2 separate regions of the Sus scrofa genome follow, and region 2 is linked to region 1. Evidence: chromatin contacts called from public Hi-C data. All regions are on one chromosome and are shown on one strand. Each heading gives the region's core, a stretch centred on a gene start, on an enhancer-like site or on the middle of the called end of the contact. The rest is flanking DNA. Distances are from core to core; before and after follow the strand shown. Region 1 overlaps LOC110260243 (a long non-coding RNA gene). Region 2 overlaps LOC110260243 (a long non-coding RNA gene).

Evidence for each region. A called contact is a pair of places that touch in the nucleus more often than the background predicts.
Region 2: a contact with region 1 is called in a Hi-C map of embryonic fibroblasts, with 2.8 times the contacts expected there. The contact joins two enhancer-like sites. A contact is called at or near these places in 7 of 47 Hi-C or Micro-C datasets (embryonic fibroblasts, fetal heart ventricle, heart right ventricle and 2 more).

The regions. Positions count from the first base shown.
Region 1 is chr4:32,451,774-32,459,413 of Sscrofa11.1, reverse strand. All of the region lies in intron 2 of LOC110260243 (a long non-coding RNA gene), which reads left to right. Among named protein-coding and RNA genes, the nearest start is that of LRP12, 250 kb to the left of the region's middle. Within about 2 kb of position 3,288, at least 3 of the 83 cell types and tissues checked have an H3K27ac peak or open chromatin away from gene starts, as enhancers often do.
Region 2 is chr4:32,522,218-32,529,857 of Sscrofa11.1, reverse strand. The region is part of intron 2 of LOC110260243 (a long non-coding RNA gene); the gene reads left to right. Among named protein-coding and RNA genes, the nearest start is that of LRP12, 180 kb to the left of the region's middle. Within about 2 kb of position 4,982, at least 6 of the 83 cell types and tissues checked have an H3K27ac peak or open chromatin away from gene starts, as enhancers often do.

The sequences.
Region 1 (7,640 bases), core at 2,039-4,538:
CATAGTAGGCTTGGTGTCATAAATATGATTGTTCTCTCACTTTTACTTTTCCTACAAACAAATGAACACGTGCATTTATTATTTTGGACTGGTAGAATCTTCGTTTAAGGTTAAACATTGTTTAAGGTTAAACTTTTCCATGGGCTTGTTATCATTTGAACGCAGCCCTTCTTTTTACATCCTCTTGTGTTTGTGGTTAATTGGGGAGTTGCAGTGAATCTGAAGAGTAAGTAATTATGACTGACAAAGGCTTAAAGCTTTCTGAGGAAATGCCATGTGCCATGAACCACAACAAGGCAACTGACGGGCCCAGTCCCAGCTTCAAGGACCTGTGCAAGGATTGATTTGTGTCATGTATGTACAAGGTTTAGGGAACTCTGGACTCCTTGGCCTTAGTTTATCAAGACTCAGAGAAAGCCAGTTGTGCCATTACTGTGGTAAAGAGTGCCCTTCAGGAGTCCTTTCTTTATTCCCCCAAGAATAAAGTGATCACCCCAAATGGTAATAAGAAACAGCGAAAATCTCATGTATCCTTCATCTGAGTCTTTCTCTGGATTTTGTCAAGAATCATTCTTATTCGTTAGAATCTGCATCCTCATGGAGGCTAGTTGGGTTCATAAGCACTGAGCCACAACAGGAAGTCCCAGAACCCTAGTATTTAAATTACCTCATCTGCTTATGTAAGTATCTGTAAAAGCAAATTTCACATGTAGTAAAATAGCAACATTACCAAAATAAATAAATAAATAAATAAATAAATAAAAACCTCTCTCTCAAAAAGTCTTGCAGAAATATTCCATACATATCATTATATTAGAATTTTCTAAAACACAAATTTTTAACTCCTGGAGTCATTCAACTTAATGGAATTTAAATTTAAAAGAATAAAATTTAGAAGAATGAAAGTAGTCTTGTGTGTTTGCAGTCAGTGGTTTCTACTATATGACTGTAATTAATGATCAGATTCCATAGTGAGGGTTATGCAGGTTCAAGTTTAGATACATGTGCTTTAATGGTAAAGGATGGAGTTACACCTGGGGATTTTTTTTACATCATGTAACTATTTATAAACCACTTAATTTAAAGATTATACTTGGAGATATTGTAATAAATTGGGATACTGTATTTTACTCAGTTTACATTTAGTTTCAGGATGCTTGCACTGTATAAAATGTATTTCACAACTCCCTAAAAAGACAAAATAGACACTCTTTAAGCAGTTTACAAGATACAGATCTTTATCTCCTACAAAGGAAAGGAAACAAGAAAGCTGTAAATAATAAGTTCTGAATAGGAGTGACATAAACTGCCTAATCAATGTCTTCCAGAACTGGCAAGTGACACTTCTTTGTTTTTTGCAAATAAAAACCTCCTTACCATCACAATATAAACCATTATCTCTGCAGGCAAGGTATATTTAGAAATGTACAAAATGTACATTTCCTGCCAGCCTCTAGATCAGTAGGTGGAGATCTAAAGTCATGCAAATATTACAGTAAATGCAGGCAACCAATTTCTAATTATTCCATATCAGCAGATTTGTGAGGAATATAATTTATTAAAAAAGAACAGTTTATGATCAGCAGACCTTGGTTATGACTGTTTAGGAATTCAGTGCATTTTGATCTAATCACAAAATCAAAATATTCATGAAACACAATGATATCTCCCCAAAGCAGCCGGGCAGCCATTAATTTTGAAATTCGGGTAATTTATTAACACTTATCTGAAGCTGTAAAAGCTTACCTCTGTGTTTGTAATACGGGGAAAAGTGAAAGCAGTTTTAAAACTGATTCCTAATGATTTATAATGGTTTGCTGTAATTTGAGCCAGAAATTCAATTAAAATGTATGTCTAGTTTTGTTTCAAGATCTTTAGTTAAAAATTCTATTAAAATTCTATTTCCTTCTTGCATTAAATGTATCTGTTATCTGCATATACAAGAAATATAAGAAAATTCTATCATTTATTCCCCAGTCTCCATAAATGCTTTTAAAAAGCATTCATTTTTATTTCATAATTCTGCTAAGGTAGCACTTGGAATTTATATATAGTAGAGGAGGAATAACTATATTCCTGTTTCTCAGTGAGGAAGGAAATCTAACACTGAATACTTTAGGGACAAGTCAAATGATATTTGCCGCTTTATCAAACAAGAGGAAAACAAATAAAACAGAGCAGACGTTTTTGACTTCAAATTATTCACCTAATAGGTTGTCTCTGAGGTATGTTAAAAATATAACTTTCCAGAGAAAGGGGTGGGAGCTGGAGTGAGGTAGGGAGGGGGAGACTGTTAAACTTTCCTGAAACAAAGACAGATAAAAAAAAAAAATACTTTGAGTTGTCCTAACATAGGAGATTTTATAGTTTATTATTATTTTTAAACACAGTGAGTTTGGTGAGTTACTTGACGGAGAACCACATTGGCTCTTGCTTTTTTTGGTGTATTTTCTGCTATTTTCTTGAATTGCATGAAATCTTACAGTGGTTACTCGATGCAAACATAAAACAACTGGTTTGTGTCTTAGTTTTTTGGTAGCAAGAGTCTTTGAACAGAAATAGTAGTGAAGCTATAATTTATTGAACATTTGTTATATATATATGGACAAATTACCTGGATTTCTAAATAGTTCAATCTTCTCGATAATATTTGTGTTATATACAAATGTTATTATTCATATTTTACTAAAGTAATGACAGAGGCACAAAGTTTCAAGGAGCTAATACATGGAAGAGATAGGATTTGAATCTGGAAGGGTTATGGCTGATCTCTTCAATTTGACCATAGAGTTGGGGGGGTGGGTAGTGAATCTTCACTTCATGAAGCCTAGATTTGGGATGAAAGGCACTAATGCCGAGTTTGTGCACCATTTCTGAGAAAGGGGAATATTTGGTTAACAAAAACTGAGAGGCACTAGGAAGAAACAGAATGGCACTTTCCTTGGTGTATCTCTCATACTTTGATACTTCCAAGGTTGGTCCCCTACTTGTCTTCCCTCTCCTGGGGAATTGGGGACCCAACCAGGGTGCAGGGCTTGAGGGATGGAGACAGTGAGAGGGAAGAGGTAGTCAGAGATGCAGTGTAATATGGTAGTATTTGGGGATATCCTGGAAGCAATATTCCCTTAAGTTGGCTCTGCTTGTGCTTGACACCTGAACCATTTCCAGTTGTGGATGTGCCCACCAGTGGTCTATACCCCTTTGTTAAAAGGTTTGCATGGCCCAGGTTAGCCAGCCAGAAATGGCATAATCACAGCCCAGATTCAAGTCTTCCTGGTGTGTTTATATAGTTTACTACTTTTCTAGAGTAGGTTCTTTGGCATTCTGAACTTACCAAGGCCAGGCTTGGGAAGCCCTGAATTTTGGGAAATGTGAGTCCAAGTGCTAGACTGTCAGTTATATTCCTGATGAAAGGGAAGTTTTGGACTCTTAATAGAGTCTAACGAAAATACCTTCTGTCAGGCAACATACTTGCCCTATGCTGGTCCAGAGAACCGTTGATAGGCACGTTCTGAAAGATGCAGTCATTTCTCTTTATAGGATTCTGATGTCATGTAAATGGTGTGTGTTTTCTTGGGAGATGGCCAAATCGAGTCTCCAGCTAAGTTCAAAATGGATACAGATACCTAAGCGTTGAAGTGTAGTTACAGCTCCCTCTACAGGCTCCCTGATGTGGCCATGCCCGGCACTCATAGTAAACAGAAAGAGAGTTAAGTGGTGATTAGGGAGCAAGACAGCTATAGAAGAATGATAAACAGAAGCAAGTTTAGAACTGCATGTGGGCAACGTAGAGGACCGATAGGCAACCCTGGGTCCCCATGCCTTTCTCTCCTCCGCTGCTTGGGAATTGAATGAAGATCCTTGCACAAGAACCATGGGGCTTCTCTGAGCATTTTGTTTGCAGTGAATTGTCTCTGTTAACTAAATTTCTTCCTGTAACTTTATAATAAGGGCACTTTTTCTGCAAGGCATATGGCATATGAAAGGAATATCTCTAAAAGCTATTTGTGGAAGAGTGTGGCTGATAAAAGAGTTACATGGCAAGGGTTACATTCCCAAGGGTTACATGGGCAAGACAATATCAAAAGGCCTTGAAATAAGTTACTGATGCTTAGTGAATGTTAAATGATCCTGCTTTGAAGAACTAGGGTGGAACATGAGATTATTTGTTTCCATTTACAAAAATCGAATAGATACTAGGGTCCGGTGGTTATTAAAAATGACATTAAAACACTAACAAATACATTAGGAAATAGTTAAGGTTTTCTGAATCCAAAATGTAACATAAAATTTGAACTAACTTGTTAAAAATCATAACAATTCATTCAGGATTGTCATAACAGGTAAATACATGCATGCTGTTTTGGCAGGTATTTACTCAGTTGTTCATTTTTTAAAACTCACTGTTTAATTTCAGAGCAATCCTTTACCATCAAAATCAAAAAAACGTTTTACATTTGATATTTTTATTTCTTCCACATTGGTTTATGTTCCTCCTATTCTAGTGAAACCACTTTCCTTTTTTTAAAAAAAATTATCATTGTTGATTTACAATGTTCTGTCAATTTCTGCTGCACAGAAAAGTGTCCCAGTTTATATATATATATATTCTATTTTTTCACATTATCCTCCATCATGTTCCATCACAAGTAATTATAATTCCCTGTGCTATACACCCTTGGCAACCACAAGTCTGTTCTCTGTGTCTGTGAACCTGTTTCTGTTTTGTAGATAGGTTCATTTGTGCCCTATTTTAGATTCCACATATAAGTAATATTATGTGGTATTTGTCTTTCTTTTCGACTTATTTCACTTAGTGTCAGACTTTCTAGTTGCATCCATGTTGCTGCAAATGGCATTATTTTGTTCTTTTTTATGAATGAGTAGTATTCCATTGTATATATGTACCACATCTTCTTAATCCATTCATTTTTCGATGGACATTTAGGTTGTTTCCATGTCTTGGCTATTGCAAATAGGGCTGCAGTAAACATAGGGGTGCATGTACCCTTTTGAACTGTAGTTTTGTCTGGATATATACCACCTCACCCTGGTCAGAATGGCCATCATTAACAAGTCTACAGATGACAAATGCTGGAGGGAGTGTGGAGAAAAGGGAACCCTCCTTCACTGTTGGTGGGAATGTTAATTGGTGCAACTCTATGGAAAAGAGTATGGAGGTTCCTCAGAAAACTAAATATAGAACTACTATATGATCCAGCAATCCCACTTCTGGGCACTTACAACTTATTTTTAATCATCTTCTTTCTCAATTTCTGTAAGGCGTGTCTTTCTGTCAATTAGTCACTGGTTGAATCTATGTTTTTTTTTTCTCTTTTTTAATTTTTAAATTGTGGTTAAATATATGTAATATAAAATTTACCATTTTCACCATTTTTAAGTGTACCATTCAGTGATATTAAGTACATTCGTGCAACCATTGTCACCATCCATCTCCAGAACTCTTTCCATCTTGTAAAACTGGAACTCTATACTCATGAAATGGCAATTCCCTTTTCCCCTCTCTTCCTAACCCCTGGCAACCACTATTCTACTTTGTGTCTCTATGAATTTGACTGTTCTAAGTACTTCGTATAATAGTGTCATACAGTAATTGTTTCTTGTGTGTGTGACCGGCTTATTTTACTTACCTAATGTCCTCGATGTTTCATCCACGCTATAACATCTGTCAGAATTTCCTCCCCCCCACCCCTTTTTTTAAAATGGCTACACCGAAGGCATGTGAATGTTTTTGGGCCAGGAATTAAATCTGAGCCTCAGCTGTGACCTATGTCACAGTTGCAGCAACTCCAGATGCTTTAACCCACTGTGCTGGGCCAGGGATTGAACCCATGCCTCTGCAGTGACCCAATCCACTGCAGTAAGATTCTTACTCCACTGTGCCACAGTGGGAACTCTAGTATCCTTCCTTTTTAAAGCTGAATATTATCCCATTGTGTGTGTATATCACCATTTTGCTTATTTACTCATCCATCAACGGACACTTGGGTTGCTTCCACATTTTAACCATTGTGAATAATGCTGCTACAAATGGTATATAAATATCTCTTTGAAACCTTATTTTCACTTTTTTTTTTTAGGGCCATACTTGCAGAATATGGAAGTTCCAAGGCTAGAGTCAAATCAGAGCTGCAGCTGCTGGCCTATGCTATAGTCATAGCAACATGGGATCCAAGCCACATCTGCGACCTACACTGCAGCTCACAGCACCACCAGATCCACTGAGCAGGGCCAGGGATTGAACCTGCATCCTTATGGATACTAGTTGGGTTTGTTTCCCCTTACTTTCAATTCTTTTGAGTATACATCTAATTGCTGGATCATATGATAATTCTATTTTAATTTTTTTGAGAAAATACTGTTTTCCACAACAGCCGTGCCATTTTATATTCCCATCAACAATGTACAAGGGTTCCAGTTGATTCATATCCTTGCCAACACTTGTTATTTTCTAATTTTTTTAAAAAAATAGCAGTCATTCTAATGGGTGTACAGTGGTAGCTCCTTGTGGATTTGATTTGCATTTCTCTAATGATTAATAACACTAAGGATTCTGTTTGATTTGCTTATTGGCTATTTGAATATCTTCATTGGAGAAACATCTATTTACCTGTAGGAGCCTACATTTTAAAAAGTTGATCAATCTTTTTTTTACTTTTTTCAGGTTTTCCAGGATTTAACTTCTCTTCAATAAACAGCTAATTTTTGCCTCTTCTATGGAGCTATCTCTTATTCCCCTAGGTAAAATTAGCTGCTTTCTCTTCTGTTTTTCATCTGTATCTTGTATAGCCTCTTAAAACATTTATTCTAGTACCTTGTAATCATCCTATCAACAAATGTGTTTCCTCTTCTCTACACATGAGGTCAGCAACCATGTTTTATTAATCTTTGCACATATATTATTTATTACTGTATCTGGCACATGATAGGTACTTAGTGAATGTCTATTGATGAGTAAGTCAGTATATTCATTGTCTACTTTTAAGATAAAAATGTTTATTTTTATAGACAACTGAATATTTCTACCATGGCTTCTTAGGAAATTGATAAATTTAATTGATGTCTATTAAGCCACCCTGCTTTATTGCTTGATCTTCACTACTAAAAATAATTGGTAATTCTCAATTCTGATAGAAGATTAAGATTATCTAAATTCCTGGGTTTAACCTCAGAGATGCTAGGTGAGGTCTAGGTACTGTATTTTTAATAGTTCCTCAGATAATTCAAATGTGTGGCCAGGGCTGAGAACCATGAAAAATCACCGAAAACTGTGACTGCCAAGTCTATTGCTCCCTTCTGGCTTTCTGGGGCTGAGTCCACTAGTGTCACATTGTAGGTAACAGCTAACACATTCATGAAAATTCATCTGTAGATCTACTCACTTCCTAAATTTTCTTGCCTGTATTGAAATAATCCGACATCTCCCCTCTGTCCCTCACATCTCTTATAATCAATCATATGACAATCTACTTAGTAGTCCACCAGTCATGAAGCTGTTTCTATTTTATTTTAGTTTGAGAGACAGAGTGCAGGTATTATTAATCCAGGCATTTTGAATCCATGGATTCAGGTAAGAAGCATGACATATCTCTAAGTCTGAGCTATTTCCATGTGAAATG
Region 2 (7,640 bases), core at 3,733-6,232, 69 kb before region 1:
TCTAGTGTTCTGTCTGTTCCATTGATCTATTTCTTCTTGATTCAGTTCTGTTTGCCTGCATGTTCTCAAAAGTTATTCATTTCTTCTAGGTTGTTAAATTTGCTGGCATATAATTGCTCATAGTATTCTCTCTCTCTCTCTTTTTTTTGGCATTTTGGGGCCTTTGGTATGGCATATGGAAGTTCCCAGGCTAGGGGTGGGATCAGAACTGCAGCTGCTGGCCTATGCCACAGCCACGGCAGATCCAAGCCAAATCTGCAACCTACACCACCGCTTACAGCAATGCAGGCTCCTTAACCCACTGAGCAAGGCCAGGGATTGAACCTTCATTCTTATGGTTACTAGTTGGATTCATTACTCCTGAGCCACGATGGGAACTCCTGTCATAGTATTCTCTTACGGTTTTTGTTTTTCTGAAGTATCCTTTGAGACTTCTCCTTTTTCATTTCTTATTTTGCTTATGTGGGTTCTTTCCAGAGAAAGAAACTTCTTCATCTTTGCTACCTCACCAGCACCATGGAAGGTGCCTTCCCCAAACAGCCAAGCCAGGGAGGCCTTTTCACACAGAAGCCAGGACTTCAACCTCCCTGGTTGGCCTGACTAAAGCCCTGTTCCCCAGCATGGCTGCCTGATGGTGGCCTGGGCTGTGGTCCTCCTTGCTTTCTCCTTGGTGGTGAGCAGGAAGGAGGGAGAGGGAGTTGTGAGGAGAGGAGGCTTGAGCTGTTCTGAGAACAGATGCTCCTGTGGAAGCTTTGTAATGCCAACTTGGACATTATTTCCAGTTTGTAAAATGTTTTCATTAATATTTCTTTAAAATCTTACTGAATATTAAAAAGCATAACAGAGTTCCTTGGGAAGATATGAAACGTGATCCATTTGCATACAAACCGACGTGTACACTTCATACATATTTGTGAATGCATTTCTAGTAAGCCTACGAACATTGCAGATTCATTTGAGTAGGAATAGGGCTTGTTATGAGTTTGAGTATTGGGGCTAAAAACAGGAAAAGGGAGAAGGGGAACTAAAAGGAGAAGGGAACATATTCTAAGTTGATTTGTTTCCTATATGTTCCCTCAAATGCATACATGTAGCAGCTGATAAAATTATTCCCAGCAGGCTGCTGCCTGACATCACAGACAGTAAGTAGCAGAGGCCAGCTTCAGCCCCAGACTGTCTGATTTCCAAGCCCACATCTTGTTCATGAGCACCACTCTCTTCTTTCCTTTAGTTAACAGTTTAAAAAAATAAAAAAAACTGCCTTGTAATCAAGTTAAGTGGAACTTTGACTTGGGGAAATTGCACTGCGATAGGCTGGAATGTGCACTGTCGCTTTGTTTACATACCGGTGCTCTGCACGTTCTCGTCCCACCTCACATATCCAGGCTTTCATTCCCTAGACGACAGCAGAGGCCTCTGCTCTGCAGGGCCAGACCCCAACTCCAGCACATCTGGGTGCCCTCTTCCCAGCTACAGGACCACAGAAGCTCCCTTCTTTATTTTCTATTCAACCCTCATGCCTCTGCCCCCAGTTATGGCAGTTAGACCCTTAGTTCTCTCCCTCCATCAGATGGCGGAAGCCACTACTTGGAATTTGTTTCAAAAGCCTGTTGATGGGAAGAAAAAAGATATTGAGACAACTGCATGGTAAATAGTAGGTTGCAAAGCCAAAAATAGGTAAAATATCTCAGGGCTGGGTGAGGAGGAAAGCAGGGGAGAATCAGAGGGGTAGAGGGTCTGGTGGGTCCCTAAGAAGCCAGCCTTCAAGAGACTGCATCCTGGGGGGTAGGTGTGTTTGTGGATCCAGATTTGAGGAATTTGAGGGTAGGGATGGCCTGTACCCCCCAGACAGGAGTTCTCCATGCTTCTATTTGCCATGGGGCAGAGTAATGATGCCTTGAGCTGAGAAGAGCCCCAGAGCAGCCTGTGCAGCTCAGAACCTGTGGGGTAAGTAGGTGTTTCTTGCAGAGCAGCCTGGACAGATGTCCAAGGGCCGTCAGACTCAAGGGGCCTTGCAGTGGGGGACATGGAGGACACGGCTTTGCGCCATGTGGACAGGTAACCAGATGCGGATGCAGAGGCGTACATCTAGGCAGATGCAGGTGGAGGAGGACCGAGGGGGAGACTCCAGCAGACTCTCCTCATACAACTCCATTTAGATCTGATGAGAGGGGGCCCATTAAGTTTTTGCCCCTTGAATGGGGCCCAATGCCCAAATTAAATTCAATTTAAACAAAAAACCCCAGAGTTTGTGAACTAATATTGCAATGGGCTGGTGGAGTTGAAGGCTCCAGGTCCCACAGTGGGCCAGATGCTCTTCTATTTCTTTTCATTAATCTCTTGTCTAGAATAGGAAGCCTTTGGTCTTCAGCCTGACAAAGCTTGAGGCGGTTTCACGCACAGGAGGGCCACAGACTGTTACTTCCAGCATTGTCATGGGTAACAGATGGGGTCAGGGATAATTTTGAGACAACCTCACTAACTTTGCAATCAGGTGGAAATTGGCCTGGAGACAGTCCATCCAGCCCATGGGGAGAAAGTCATGGGAGAAATGATCAGAGATGCAATTGATTAGCCCACACCAGGTAGAAAGGTTGGCAAGAGTGTCCATAAGTGAAAAGCATTCCCCAAATATTAAACAAATATAAATTAAAACAACAGTTACAGTTTTATGAGGATCAGATTGACAAAGACAAGAAAAGAATGATAATGCCTAGTGCTGGTGAGGAAAGCCAGTGGAATATAAATTGTCCGGTTTCTTCTGGAGGGCACGTGAGTACCATGGATCAAAATGCAAGCTGTTTGTTTCCCTTGATTCAGCAATTCTTCTAGGAATTTATCCAAAGGGAAGGATTGAGGAGTATGAATATGTATGTATGAGGAGGTTGATCTCAGGTTTGTTTATAGGTGAAACATTGGCAAACACAAACATATTCATAAAAAGTGACGTGCATAACTTACGGAGCACCCACATACCAATCAGCAATCTATATGCAAATGAACCCAGAGATGTGATGTAGACCTTGCAATGATGATACAGATTTATATTTATTAGCATAGTGTGGTCTTTAAGGTATTTGTTAATTCATACAAGCAATTTAGAATTAGCATATTTGGTGAATGAATTAAAAACATGCAGAGGAAAAAAAAAGTCTCAGAAAAAAATGTGAATGACCACAATTATGAACTTTTTGTATATATTTTTTTTAGAAAGGATTTGAAACTGCATTTTTTTTAATCTTGCAAATTGTTATGGTCCTAGTACAGTTGTTTTTTTTCCCCTCTTTAAAAATATGCAGAGAGAGAAGAAGCTGAGAATCTCATATATAGCATGGGGCCTATAGTTTACATGTGAAAGTTGTTGGTAGATCTTAGCATTCTTATCTCACATACATACACCGAGTTATGTATGTAAACTGTGTGAGTGATAGATGTATTAATTATCTTCATCTGACAACCATATATATATATATAATCATTTTAAATTTTAAATATATACAGTTATGTTTATCAGTAACTCATTCTGAATAAATTTAAAAATATGCACAGAGAAAAGTTTGGAGGTCATTACACCAAAATATTAAAGGTGGATATTTTGGGGGCATATTAAATATTAACTGAATATTAAATAAAGTGATTTTTACTCTTTTTCAATGTAATAAATTATCTGAAAAACTTTTTTAGAATGAGCATGAATTATATACTTATATTTATTTCAGTACCTTGGGGTGTTGGACCAGGTGACCTCCAAGGTCCTTCCTTGCACCATGCATAGAGGAAGGTATAACATGAATTGAGTACATTTTTTTTTTTTTTGGCATTTTTTGTTAGAGCCTCACCCAAGGCATATGGAGGTTCCCAGGCTAGGGGTCTTATCCAAGCTGTAGCCGCAGGTCTATGCCAGAGCCATAGCAATGCCACATCTGGGCCACGTCTGCAATCTACACCACAGCTCAAGGCAACGCTGGATCCTTAACCCACTGAGCGAGGCCAGGGATCGAACCCGCATCTTCATGGTTCCTAGCGGATTTGTTTCCACTGTGCCAAGATGGGAACTCCTGAATTAAGTACATTGATCATAAATTACAGTTTTGTGTTTTAGTGTGTCAGATTTGTTACCACTGAGCCACAACGGGAACTCCCCATGCCACTTTCTAATCAACTCTTCCTCCACCCCCACCTGAGAGGGCAACTGTTTTAACTTCTGTCACGATCAGTTGGTTTTGTCTGTTCTTAAACCTCATATAATGACTCATGTGATATGCACATTTGGGTCTGGTGGGAGAAATCTTTTGGTGCATTTCACTGTAATGTCTGGTCTATGCCTCGCTTCTTAACCAGACAGTGCTCTCAGCACAGTTCCTGACATGAAGTACACATTGTCTGAATGTTACATGTTCCATCACATGTAACTGCACAATTTTGCTCACATGTCAAAAGTTTCCAGCCTCTTTGATCAAGTGCCATTAGAGTTAGGAAATAAATGATGAATCCAGGGAAACAGATCCTGCTGAAAACAGATGAACCAGGCCCAGAGGTGAATCATCATAATTTTGTAAAAGGGATATAAACTGCTCCTGAGGATTACTTTTTATGACGGGGTAAAAAGAAAAGGCATTTGTAAATGCTTAATTCATTTGACTTACATACAGGCCTACCCAGAAATGCAGATAAACCACCTGCTATTCAGCGTAATGTCACTAGATGGAGATCTTGAGTCAATCATGGCTTGTTGGCTTGCTTTACATCTCAGGTTTTCTTTATTGGAATCTGCTTTACTAAGGGTCTGAATACACGTTGAAGGCAAGTTACAATTTTGGCATTTCACATTTTTTGCTGAACTTTTTGGGGATGGTAATTTGGAGTAAAATGGATTTAGTTTTAAATGTATTAGCTTAATTAATTTCTCATCTGGGGTCCCAGGGAGGTGGAAAGCTCCCCTGATGTGTAGGCTGTGTGCTATTAATCTGGTGTTTATTTTTGGCAGAAGCTACCAGTGTTTATTCACATTGCCCCCACAGGGTGTGGCTGGTTGTGGAGACTGTCATTATACCTTAGAACTGATTAAAAGAGGAAATCCTCACTAGAAATTGCTCGTTGGCAGCCAAGAAGTGACCCCAACTGCTTTATTTCCATAGAGTAAGCAGTTTTGATCTCTTTATTTATCAAACCGTAGCAGTGACGGTTAAACTTTTTGTCCTTCTTTATTCTGAATGAAGTTCCAAAATGACTTTTATGTTTAATCACAATTTGACCTTACAGAGAAATCTGGAAGCATGAGGTTAAAACCTTTGCTTTCTTTGATTTGTCAAGGCAGTCATGCTGTTCAGGAATAAAATCCTCAGTTTGCCAAAAACAATGACTGAAACAGCTTGTCTTCCTGTGTAAGTTTTCGAGAAAACTCAGAAGCTGGACAGTTTTGCCTGTGACGTGTTGACCTTCCATCCAGGGACAATGTGGCCATTTAGCTTTGGCTGCTATCTGAAATGAGTTTGAGTGTCTCAGCTCATTTCATAAGAAACACAAATAAAGCCCACATAATAAAACATGCAATTTGGGATTAGAGCCAGTCTCTGTTCAGAAAGTGCCCAGAACTTACATTTCTAAAAACTAAATTCCTGTTCCATGTAGATAGGGACTCTTATACTTCCAGATGGGGATAGTTGAAGGGGAAGGAAGGAAGAAAAAGAGAAAAGAAAATTGTAAATTGTGAGGCATCCTGCTCAAGAGACACCCTGGTGACCCAGGCTGAAGGCCCTGCCACCTGACACCCTACCTGCAAATGGCCTGAACCCACATGATTTAAAGACTCAGGCAGAGGCTGTCTCTGCTGCCCCATGTCCCAGTCTGCTTCTCAGCATCTTCAAAGCTGCACAGTAAAGAACGGTTCCGACTCTACTTCCTACTCCTCTTACCTGTCCAGGGAGGTAAAAGCCCACGGGCCCGAGGCATTGAGCTGAGTGTTGGCTCTGTCTGCTCTCTCTCTCTGGCCTGAGAAATAGCCTTCAGGGCCTGGTTGTGGCTAAGAAGGGGCTTTATCATGTGTGTCTAACTCTGAACCAATTTTCATAAGTAGAGGACCTTATCCAAGAATGTCTGGGATCTCAGACTCTGAATGATCATTTCATCAAAGGAGGCTATTTTGGTTTGCTTGTGTTTTTCCTTACAGTTCTTTTTCTTAAACAAAAGCAAACCCATGTTCATTAGAAGAATTCTAGTAAATGCACATAGTTAAGAGAAAAAAAAGATTTGTAATCCTGCCACCTACACAAAAACTCTGTTAATGCTTTTCTGTTTATCTTTCAATCAAAGGTCAGTGGATATAAGCATACGTAAAATTTTTACCAAAATATGAGTCATTTTGTACATATTCTTTTAATGCTATCATTTCTTTCTATATTATTAAGCATTTCTATATAACCTCATGTTTAACAGCTGCTTTGAATTCTATTATAAACAATTCCCTAATGTTGATGGAAGCTCCCCCTACCACCAATTTTATTGATGATACCAACAAAACTGTAATTTACACTCGAAAGTGATTCTTATTGTATGTTCTAATTTTTGAATATATTCAGTTTGAAGAACTTGACAACCGAGAGATTCCTTCCAGTATGAGAGGACTGTGCCTTTAACAGGAATAAGGAACATAATTCCACATTTATGAAGAATACAAAAGATTTCCTCCCAAATTAAAACATTCCCTGCATATATTTACCTGAACTGTACCTCTATACCCGAATACTCCCAAGCGCTGCACAATTTTCATGTAATGGAAAAGACTTTAATCTTTAAAGTTGATTCTTATGTGGGTAAATGGGAGAAAGATATGCTGGGTTACAAGATGCATGAAAAATGTTTTAAAGTCTTTATTGGGCTTGAAATGATGAGAGTTTACATAATTAATCATAAGGGGATGTTTTTAGTCACAGAAATGATCATTAGTACTGCACTAGAGTTAAGTAATCTTTATAGCAATATAAAAATGCCATTTCGCCCTTAGATCTTACCGAGATTTTGTCTCTCTTTTATGCTCTTTGGCATTACAACACTCAGTAATTGAATGCTACTTAATAATGAGGGTGGGTAATGAAACCATCTAAGCTAATGTGTCCATGGAAATTTCTGAAGCACAAACTCCAAATATCACCACAGTACATTGTGTTAGCCCAAAGCTAGGAAAAAGAGAAAATTAAGTGCTATCTTTGTGGTGTTTAAAAATTACCCCCACTTTAAAAATTAATAGCCTTTGTTCTTTTTCATCTCTCTCTCTTTTTTTTAATGATGTTTTAAGATGCATATTCTGTATTTCAGCCTTGGCTTTCATCAATTGCTTTGGTGGGAGCAGTCATAAATTTTAACTATCCTTCCTAAATTATAAGAATGTCTGTGGTGAGTTTTTTGATAAACAGATGGCTCCTATTTGATCTATTTTGACAGAGAGGCAGTAATAAAGACAATTAGTGATTTTCATCTGCTCGCATGAGGATATAGTTCATCTTAGTGGTTAACAGTGCAGCCTCTGGAATCAGGGACTTCGTTTGTTTCTGGGCCCTGCCATGTGCTAGCTGCGTGACCTTGGAGTGATCTGCTACCCTCCAGAGGGTGTTTCACCCGAAAAATGAGAATAAAAATATTGT